Linked DNA regions of Anser cygnoides: region 2 is linked to region 1. A link is a contact called in public Hi-C data. All regions are on one chromosome and are shown on one strand. The core of a region is the stretch at or near the end of the contact, and the rest is flanking DNA. Distances in the headings are between cores, read along the strand shown.

The links. Hi-C and Micro-C count contacts between places; a contact is called where the count stands out from the background.
Region 2: a contact with region 1 is called in a Hi-C map of liver, with 1.7 times the contacts expected there. The contact joins two enhancer-like sites. A contact is called at or near these places in 4 of 7 Hi-C or Micro-C datasets (granulosa cells and liver).

The regions. Positions count from the first base shown.
Region 1 is chr2:11,701,322-11,706,830 of Taihu_goose_T2T_genome, reverse strand. No RefSeq gene overlaps it. Among named protein-coding and RNA genes, the nearest start is that of GTPBP4, 6.0 kb to the left of the region's middle. Within about 2 kb of position 2,825, at least 1 of the 3 cell types and tissues checked has open chromatin away from gene starts, as enhancers often do.
Region 2 is chr2:11,744,229-11,749,737 of Taihu_goose_T2T_genome, reverse strand. WDR37 (WD repeat domain 37) reads right to left here. Exons shown (of 14, transcript XM_013185755.3): 3 at 4,400-4,496; 4 at 1,934-2,029; 5 at 1,708-1,772. Among named protein-coding and RNA genes, the nearest start is that of WDR37, 17 kb to the right of the region's middle. Within about 2 kb of position 2,252, at least 3 of the 3 cell types and tissues checked have open chromatin away from gene starts, as enhancers often do.

The DNA of each region.
Region 1 (5,509 bases), core at 1,576-4,075:
GGTTCTTTACCCGAGCTGGCCTTCTGCACTCCGATGTCCTTGTTCATGTTCATGCCAAACTCGAGGCATAGTTTCATGTTTTAAAAACATTGCTCCAGTAGACTGTAATTCATACCACTTTGAAATTAAAAACAAAATTGTTGTTGTGCCTTGTACAAGAGCAGCTAATAGCAGCCAGCAAGACCCAAACCATGCTCAGAGAGGCGCTCAGGAAAATCAGCATGAGAATGGGCATCCTGAGGGAGCCAAGGAAACACTCTTCTGTAACAAATGCTCCTGCAGGACATGTGTGACATTGTGCTGTGCCTAGCTATGGCATTAGCTTGATATCCATAGTTTCTCTGAAGTGTCAGCTGACAATTCCAAACGTAGCCTCAGATTTGAGGGGTTGGGTCTGAATTTGATTTGTGCAAGGGTTTGTTGTGTTGGATATACTTAAAAAATTGGAGTGTTTCGATTAGATAGACCAAATCTTTGCTTTCTTGTCCCGCAAAATGAGAAGACGAGTTCACAGTGTCAGAGAATCACAGAAGGGCTGAGGTGGGAACAGACCTCTGGGTCCCTCTGGTCCAAACCCAGCTCAAGCAGGGCCACCCAGAGCAGGGTGCTCAGGACCACATCTAGGCAGGTTTTGAAGATCTCTGGGAAGGGAGACTACAATCTCTCTGGGCAACCTGTGCCAGCACTCAGTCACCCTCCCAGTAAAGCAGTATTTCATGATGTTGAGACAAAATCTCCTGTGTTTCAGTTTGGGCTCAATCCTTCCTGGCCTGCCACTGGGCACCACTAAAAAGGGCCTGGCTCTGTCCTCTTTGCACCTTCCTTTCAGATAATCCTATACATTAATAAGATCCCATGCTCATACAGGTCTCTTCCATCTGTAAGTACATTCATTCTGTAGAATCTCACCCAAATTAAGTTAAAGTTTAAACCATTTCAACAATTTGATGTTGCAAAGCTATTTCCAGCATCAGCTCTTATGTATGTATGCGTTCAAGTTTTAAAGCTCATTTCTCAGGCAAACCCTGCACGCACTGAACCTCGCCCAAGTGAAAAGCTTAGCCTCTTGTTTCCTTACCAAAAAATATTTTTGAGTGGGATTTATTAGATAACCTGCTGGTCTGGCAGCAATATCCAGTCCCCCTCACCTTTGATATCAATACCTTAAGTCAAGCTGGTCAAAACCTTAACAAGCTGGGCAGCAATATATTAATTCTGAAGGCAATTTTACTTAAGTGGGGTGCTTGGATTTTGATGGGAGCAGCCCGGGCAGAAGATGCCTGTCAGCCTGAGAGCCGCCAGCCTGGGAACCAGGCCTGTGAGCCAGAAGCATCCTTGAGAGGCACCGCTGGCACCTCTGAAGTGCAGCTGAGCACGTGGGAACCGGAGGCATCCTGCAGATACCACGGATAAGGGCAAAAGCGAGGATCCGTAACAGCAACTTATCGTCTGACAAAGAGAAAACAGTCTGGAAGAAAGGGGAAAACATCCTGAGAAAGTGGGAACCAGCACTGCTGTTGTCTGTGTTAGCTGGAAGAAAGGAAAACAGTCTGGGGAAAGGGCAGCTCTGCCTGAGGGACTTGGAAACACCCTCGGCCATTGGTTGTCCCAGGTGAGAACCGGCAACCAGCCGCGTCCATTGGGTGCTCCGAGAGGTGGTGCCCTACGCCCCCCTGGGTCTCCAGGGTATATCAGGGCCCTGGTCTCCGTCCAGAATGGAACCTCTCTCTGGGAGCACGTCCCGTGCCGCACGGACTTCTCCTTGCCCTCCAGGATTCCCGACACAAACCGACCCTTGGCTGGGGACGCCTGGCTGCTTCCAGACGCTGTGACGCGGATCCCCCTCGCAGTGAGACTTTGTTCCTTACTTGTTTGGGCCCACCGCTGGGGTCGGCCTTTGCCGGCCCATTTCTGAGGTGGCTTTGAGTCCCCTTCTGGGATGGGCTTGATAGTGCTTGGTACCGGTGTCAGTTTGTATAGATAGAAGCATATCCCTGAGCATATTAGCAATCAGTCATAACTAGGTTTGCTGCTTTCCTGGTGATGGGTTTGTTGTAACCTGTAGTATTAATATATATATATATACTTGCTGCTATATTATTGACTGCTACTACTATAGATTGCTGCTGGTATTGATTGCTGCTACTATTAATAACAATATATCTATATACTTGCTTTCCTGGTAATAGAACATAATAGTTGATATATACGTGCTGTTTTAGTCATAGGTGTACTTGATAGTGGTGATTTGTAGTAACCTGTAATAGCGTAGAGAAACTTAGGAAATAAAGCCTCGGTGTCCTCGTGTATTAGAGAATCCTGTGAACCCACTGTTGTGATCTCTATAAAGCTGCAGGCTCGGTGACCCTTTAGGTTTTGATATTAATTGGTGTAAGAGGTCAGCTTCTGTAAAATATACAAATCATGGATGCTTGGGAAGAGGCAGTAGAAGAGCAGCGAAAATGGCAACAGGATAAGGGATGGAAAACCCCTAGGTGGGACAGGAATTGGGTAGCCGAGAATTGTTTCAACTGGGAAGCCTTGCGAGCAGAGTTTCAGAGGTGGCAGGAGAGTCATAAAAGTAAAGGCAAGGAAGGGAAAGGGTCCTTCATTGGGCTCCTCACAGAGGCATTAGCAGCCGCAGGCACTTTGTTTAAAACTACACGGCAGAAACTAGAAACTGCCTCACAGGATGCCTTGCAGCGAGCTAAAGACGCCGAAGCACAAGCGAAAGATGCAGAAGCACGAGCTAAGGATGCCGAAGCACGAGCAGCTGCCTACGAATCTCACAGCCTTATTAAGAACCGCTTGCTGCAACAATTAGAGACTAACCTCAGACCCCTGGCTTTAAGCCAGCTGGAGCAAGAGCATACGCGCCCGATCTCTGAGAGTGAGATCATTGGCGAAATGCACACACTGAAAACCGATAATGAGGATTCCGATTTTAGCAACGGGCTGTCTACGCCCACCTCGTTGCCTGAATCTAACCCAGACGAGACAGCCGCTCTGTACCCCATCACACAGCTCCCGGCTCCTGGCGGAGATGAAGGCTCTCCCCTCCCTCCTCAGGTGACGCTGGCCACTTTAAATTTTAATTCAGGACAGCTCTGGCAGAAGTTCGTGCAGTTCAGCAAGAAATCGAGCGAGGACTGGCTAGGGTGGGTGGCGCGATGCTATCAGATGGGAGCAGGAACACTTATTCTTAATCAGAGCGAGGCTAAACAAATATTCCTGGGAGGGGGGATAATTCTTCACAACCCCGATGAGGGGGCCGAACAGAACACCTTTTCTCTACTCTCTTCAATAATACATGCTGTCAGACAAATGCAGGTGCGATGGGGATACAGCCCCCCTCCTCCCTGGAATACCCGCGATGGGTTTGCCAAGTGGACGATGAGACTGGCTGCCTGGGATGCCCTTAAGGCCCAGGGGGCCATACCAGAGGACATGATGTCTATGATGGCTACAGAAGCAGGGAAATCGAGGCTACTGGAAAACGCAGCGTACGGGGGAGCGAAGGGTTTAGCCTTAATGCTGTACAGTAGGACTTACGATTGGAACACTATAATGGTTCAAGGGCTGCAGTATTGGGTAGCCTTTATGAAAAGCACCCCCAAATCAACAGCTCGCCAAAGGGAAGGGTGGGTCAGGGTCACCCAAACACCAAGAGGAAGTCACAAAAAGGGGCAAAATGTTCGTAAGTTCCCCGTTGAAATGAATCGGTCTGATACAAGAAGATCCCCTGACAAACAGGAGCGAGACCTGGAACGGAGACGCTTATGGGGTCTCCTGCGAGGGATAGGATTCACGCCAGGACAATTAGACAAGATGCCCACATTCCTCTTACAGAGACTGTGGGATAATCGCAAAAGGGATTGCTCCTGCACCCCCAGCGTGAGTGATGAGAAGCTGACAGACAGCGTTGATCCACCTGCTCCTCTGATCCCGACCCCAGATAACCCATCCCCTCCCCCAGTCTCTGATTCAGGAAACTGATGGGGGAACCCCCAGCTTCCAGCCCAGGGAGTTCTGACGACCTGTCCCAAGAGGCTGAAACTTTTAGAATTAGTATTAGCAAAAGTCTTTCTATGCCATTAATAGTAAACGGTAAATATTTTGTTGTTGTTGTTGTTGTTTTCTCATGGATATGGGAGCCCCAATATCAATGAGCAAAGCGGAGCATGCCCCTGGATTAATTAAAAAAAAAAAAAAAAAAAAAGAAACAACAAAACTTTAAAAGGCTTTCTGTGACAGGAATTGCTGGAAAAAGACAAGAGGTTCCTGTAGCCAAGATAAATCTGACTGTGCCCAATGGAAGAACGCTGAGAGCTGTAGTGGCAGTAGGACCCTCAGGTATATTAGGTGTGGATATATTAAAATCTCAGACTTTGAAGGTTCCTTTAGGCACTTGAGTGCCAAACCATCAAACACAGAACTCTAATTTCTGTAGATGAAATACCAGCTGAAGGGTCTACTGCTTTTCTATTACAGGCTGCTCCTAAATTACCTAGAAGTACCTTAACTCATGCACAAAATATCGTATTGGCCCTGAAGCTTTGCAAGGTGTAACTGCTGTCGGTCAGGATTTAGAACAATGGGGTGTTAGTCAGAAAACTCTGTCCCCATATAACTCCCCTGGGTGGCCTGTCCATAAGCCTAACGGCACCTGGCATTTGTCAGTAGATTAGCAAAAATTGTGTGAAAATAGTGGAAATAGCAGACCCTTACATACAGCTGTTCTCTCTGTTACAAATCTTATTTTTGCTGTACAGCAAGCACCCGGTCCTTGGATGTCTCCCCTGGACAAGGCAGAAGTATTTTTCATGGTCTCATTGCAAGCTGAGGATCAAGAGAGCTTTGCTTTTACCTCAGTAGAATCCAGTACGCTTTCGCCTGATTGCCCCAAGAATTCAAATATAGCCCTATGTTGTCACATCAGGCTTTGGCTAAGGAATTAGAACACGTTTGACAGGAACCAGGGGTGAAAGTGTAATATTAATATATAGAAAGTGTAATATTAATATATAGATGACATTTTAATCAGAGGAGATTCCCCCAGTAAGGCCCAAATAGTAGGTGATCATACAAAGCTCAGTGACGAAGTCCTAGCCAGATGGTTCAATTTTTAGGCATAACTTGGCAAGGTGGCAGAGGGTTTATTCCCTAAGTTAGACTCACCCTCCAATAAAAAGGAGCTCTGACAAACCTTAGGAACATTAGGATTGTGGAAATCCCACGCTCGACGGTTTAGCATAGTTGCTCGACCCCTGTGCAATCTGTTAAAGCAGCGTGCTACCTGGGAATGGAGGGTTACTCCTGAGGAAGCATTGCATTCGTTTATTATGCCATGTTTCAGTACACCAGGCTATGGCTCCGGTAACACCAGCCCCCATTTAGCCTACACGTAGGACTGACAGAAAGAGGTTATCAGTGAGAAATATGGCAACGAGTTCCCAATAAAGTCCGATGAACTCCTGTATGATTTCGATCAAACAGGTGGCAGGGTTCC
Region 2 (5,509 bases), core at 1,003-3,502, 43 kb before region 1:
CAAAAGAATCAGAGATCCTGGAAGATAGTTCATGATGAAGCAAGTTATGCAATTTCAGTTTATTTTAGGATTCTGCATAAACTGTTAATGTGCTCCTGACATCTTATAAACTATTACAGCTGGGGGTTGTTAACATCAGCAATAAAGTTGCCATCAATGCATGAATTTCATAGAGTAATTCTTGCATTTGCAGAACATTTAATTTAACGTTAAATAACAGCATCTTGTCCATTAACATACACAAAAATGACTTTTAGAGTACCAAGCACTAAATCTACTCTCTCTCCAGGATTTGAGCACCAGTGGGTTATCCCAGGTGCCAAAAGTATCCTTATTCTCTGATACGAGTTTTGCCAACTTGAACGTTCTCACCTCTCCTCTTTACATCCCAGTAAATTCTGATTTAAAGTTGCAGAAAGAAATACGCCACCACATTCAACCATGTTAGTTATCAACTGATGTAATCAATACGATACTTATCGTAAATTAAATTCTTGTTTCACTACTCAGGACTACTTCGATGTGCATGCATATCGGAACACCGGGAAACAAAGCACGTGCTCAGGATTCTCCCAGTTTCCCATGCTGAAGTTATGAGGTTCACCTGTCTTGCCCAGGAAAGAATGAGCACTACATTGCTAGCAAGTAAAAGAAGGCAAGCATTTAACAGCAGCCTTAAAAAAAAGATAAAAAATAAAGCAGAAAGTATTAATTGATAACTCCATAGTATTGTACTATTAATACTATGTTATCCCTACATAAGTGGCCTCAATAAAGGATTTATGAGTCATTAGCTATTTAAAAAAAAACACACAACAAAGTATTATCTCTGGTCACCAGCTTGGCAAAAATAAAAAAGAAAGTTTGAGAAACAACAGGAAAAAAGGGGAGACCAAGTAAAACATGAACTCAGATGTATTTCACCACACTATTCTTATTCTCTCACTTTCAAACTACTTAATAGATTGTACTTCCAAGACACCTGCAGTCATTCTATTGCGTGCAACAATAGTCTCCACAGAGCTTCTCATAATTAGGTTCACAACCAGATCTCACTGTTTTTTCCTCTGAGACACCACATTTTATTTACTCTTAACATATCACAAAATTACCCTGAGACAGGGCAGAAAGAGCAGCAGCTAAAACTTAAAAATGCAAACAAGAAAAACAAAAGTACTGAACATACATAGCTGTACAAAAAGAAAACCATCAGAAAGGGTAGTTGTGCTAAGAGACCCGACAAAAAGTTAGCTAGCTACTAATTTGCAAGGCTTGTGACATAAAGAAAATGAACTCATAGTTAAAAAAAAATAAACCTACACTACAATGCCTATTTGTATCTTAGGTTCCAATTTCAACTGCAATATCCAAATCTATATTCAAAAAAAAAGTCATCTAATTTCTGTTTCCTTCATCAAAACGTTAGCTATCTCTACAGAAGAGCAATCTCACACAAACATGCACATGCTCTCCCCTCCAACATTCGCTCTTTAAAAATGCGAACAGTTACTGTAAAAAGGTGGTGGTAGCGTGGCTGAAGCAATGAGTAATAGATGAATCCAAGATAAAGATACTGTTCCTCATTAGGCGGGTTCACATAAAGCACAGCACTACTCAGCTTAAAGAAACCATAATTTACAACTTCAGGACAGCCACGTTAGTCTTATGAGTACACAGTGATGAGTAGAGGTTTAATTGGTCTCATACCTTGCTAGTAGATGCCTTGTAAGTTGTCTTTAATTTCTGAGAAAGCTGACTGGTACTATGACTGGCTGTTGAGACAAATAAATTTAAAGGAAGATATTTCAAATACAGCATTAGCTTATTTGTGATAGGTAACTGGCATTAATTCCCTTTAATAAATTCTAGCCAGCCAAGTACAAAAAAAAGTACATTCAAAAGGAGTATATAGAATTATTTGTAGTTCTCTTACCTTTTGTTTTCAGTTGTCCTTTGCTCAGTTCAGCTCCATCAATTGTCTGTCCTTCAGCTGCTAAACGCTCATTAAGTGTATCAATCTCTCTACGTACTGATGAGAGCAAAAATTCACATTAATACAGAAAAACTAAGTATCATTAACAACGTCATTAACATACGATTTAAGAATTGTTATGTAACGTATGCACACAATGTATTTTGCACTAAGGACAGGAAAACAGATCAACTGTGATTTTATAGAAACGGTTCTCACCAAGACATAAACCAAGGCTCATGCTGAATGTTCCGGAGATCAACCTTGACCCAGATTCCAAGGAAAGCATTACTGGCTTCTAATTACTGTTGCTTTTACTATCAAACGTGACTAAAGATTAACAAAGCAACTTCTGTGAAATAAATGACCCACCTTTACTGACTGAAATCCTAGAGAAGGCAGTAAACTTACATCATCAGAAATATTTTAGCCACACAACTAATATGTCATTTCTTGGCAAAGATTTTACTCATCATGAAATAGTATTTTCCCCCGAATGCTTGTCTACTGCTAGTTTCAGGGAAAAAAAAGGAAAACAAACATGCATTTTACACTCTGAAATACAGTAAAAGTGCTGAAGAATGACGTTTACATTTGCATTTAAGTGTTTTAGAAATATCAACTCCAATCAAAATGTTTTTTCATGTTACACAGAGCATGTATTTGCAAGAAGAATCTGCTTTTCTGTCAATTATTGATGACTCTTGCTAATGCCATTTGAACACCAGAGTGATGGCATAGCTAAAACAAATCAGGTACTTGGAAGTGATTTCCAGTTGCTGGGCTGGTTTAAAGTGCCCCAGCTTCATTTTATAAAGATAAAGATGGCTTAGAGTTTTTCCTCAAAATCTGGGCTGATATTTTTCAAGCATCTTCCTTAGGTGAAACATGATTGAGAGGCTTTAGCTAAGCAGTTTTTAACTGTTCTTAAGTCTAGGTCTGTCTTTTCCACAAATTCCTAGGACTACTATTTTAAAAATAAATAAATAAATAAACACTCATTCCCAGACTTTGGAATAAAGCTTTCAGATCCGGGAGAACGTAATCCATCAGGAGAGCGGTTTTTGACATTTCTGAGAAATTCACAGAAGTCTCAGTCATAAGCACTAGAAGGCAGTTTGCAACTGTGTATCAAATTCAAGTGCCTGCAATGAGCAAAGCAAGGTTCTCTTTCCTGTGTTCCAGGTCACATGCACCTAAACTTATTAAACACAGACTGAAAGAAAAGTAAACAAAGAGACAAGCTTGTCCTAACAGATGACTGAAACAGACAAGCCTGGCAGACTAAAAGAAATGGCTGCAAAAAAAATAAAAAAAAAAAAGACTGCAGCCTGGAAGGAATCAGAAAAGGAAGAAACTAGAAATTAGCTGCAATAAGGAAAAGTGGATATATGAACAGCCAGGAAAGAAAAACTGAGATTCTCCACATAAAATAACTGCAACACTAACATAGGAGTTAGATCATAAGGCACAATAACAGACTCAGCATCAAAAGAGAAAAATTTGGAAGTTGTCAGGGAGGCAGAAAGAGATCACAAATGCCGGGAGCAAAATATAACTACCAGGTAAAAAAGAAAGATGCAGAAGTAACAGAAATGGGATGGAAGGAAAATAACCATGCTCTGGAGGGTACAGGCAAATTCGCCACTTGTTTTCTGACAAACATTTGTGAATTTCTGTAAAATTTGGGGGGAGAAGGGTGACATATAATACTTTTTTCTTACTTCCAGCCAACTTCACAGCAGGAGGCTGCAAACTGAGGTGTGCAAATTGTCACTACTGCACGAAGTGTGTAGTGTTGCTGACGGCCTTTAACCACCACTACCTCCGGTTTTTAAAATAAGAAAAAGGCAGCACATTTTCCAAAAGCATGCTAGAATGTTTTTGTAACATGAGTGTTTGCTTTAACTGTGATAACAGATTAGGTTTGGAAAAAAGTTTAACTGGGAGCCAAGACAGACAGATTCCACAATTCAGAAGCCAAGCCATACAACACAGCTTCCAGAACCCAACAAGGAAAATTTAACAGGGTCTTCACAATATGGTTGCTTGTGTTACTTACTTTGGATCCTCTTACATCACTTTAGATCATTTATATTACAATACAGTCATTACACATAGAACATTTTTTCCAGGTAACACCTGGAACGTACAGCGACAAGGAGACAGCCACTTGCCTTTTTTTGCCAAGAGCCAAGGAGGGTATCACACATTAGTCTCGCTACTTGCGTCAAAGAGCTAAGAAAGTTATTTTTCTGAAAGGGGACAAACGCTGTCTTTCACTACAAGTTCAAAACAATTCTTGAATTCCTCACAAAAATAAATTAATTAATTAAATTACAGTATCCAGCGTAAGCTCTTTCAACTAGAGCTGCTATATCCTAAGTCCAAACAGTTCGTAAGTTGCTTAAAGAAAGATATACTCACATTCCAAATTTTCAATATACAGATTTTCAAACTCCCGCTCTATTTGTCCAAAAAGTTCAAGGAGTGTGTTCCGAACAGAAGATGGTAGCTTAGAATCCTAGGAGGCAAAACACAGTTTTATATTTTTTTTTTATCATCTATATAACAATAATAATAATATGTATTTTTATATATATATATACATATGCATACATAGAAAATTTTACTCTGAGCTGCAGCTGCCTTTCAATCTTATGCCAATTTTAGAAGTTTTCTACCTCTCAGCAAAGAGGGAAATTAAAGCTTCTTCTAGCACAGAACACAAAACAAAAAGCTTTGGGGACATTTCTGTCCAAATAATTCATTTTACATACGCTTTCTCTTTCAAGGGACAGAATTCAAGTGACCAATTTTTTCTGTTGTTTTTACTAGAGAACAATTATAAAAATGTAACACAATAAAGGCAAAAAAAGGTGAAAAAATGTATTGTAATGTCAAGATTTTTCTAGTTCAAGAAGAAGAATACCTCTGGTTGACAAAGCAATTTACAAGTTGACTATGCACTACTTAAGAAACTGCTTTGTGATGATACCTTACTATCAAACCTTAAGACAATCTAAGCTTTTAAACGGTCACCTACTTTTGTCACTAGCCATAACTAAGTGTGAAAGAAACAGCAATGTCTAATCCTTCCCTCCCCCATGTTATTCAAGACTCTCCTCCTCGCAGAAAATATTTTGAGATAAGTTTACAGAGAAGGGATGAATTTTTCTTCAGCATAATCAGCATCGCAGTTCTGAGGCATAAAAACAAATACAAGATAAAGCCACTAACACAGGATTTAAAGGGCCCAACTTCAATATGCAGTTCAACCACAAGTTTCTGAAGGCAAACTACTTAAATTTTATTCATCTGCCTCTGAAATACCACATTGCCTCTAAAGAAACACATACCAACCTACGGAGTACTGATTTCTGCTGGGATGCAAGGCTCCCACTCTATCAGTTACTGAAGACCTTTGAGAAGACAGCAAGTACAGGAAAAGGCAAATGACTGCAGCACACTGATAAATTTGCGACCCAGTACTAACAAATATGTTATAAAATTTAAAGCACGGTATGCTACTAAGAA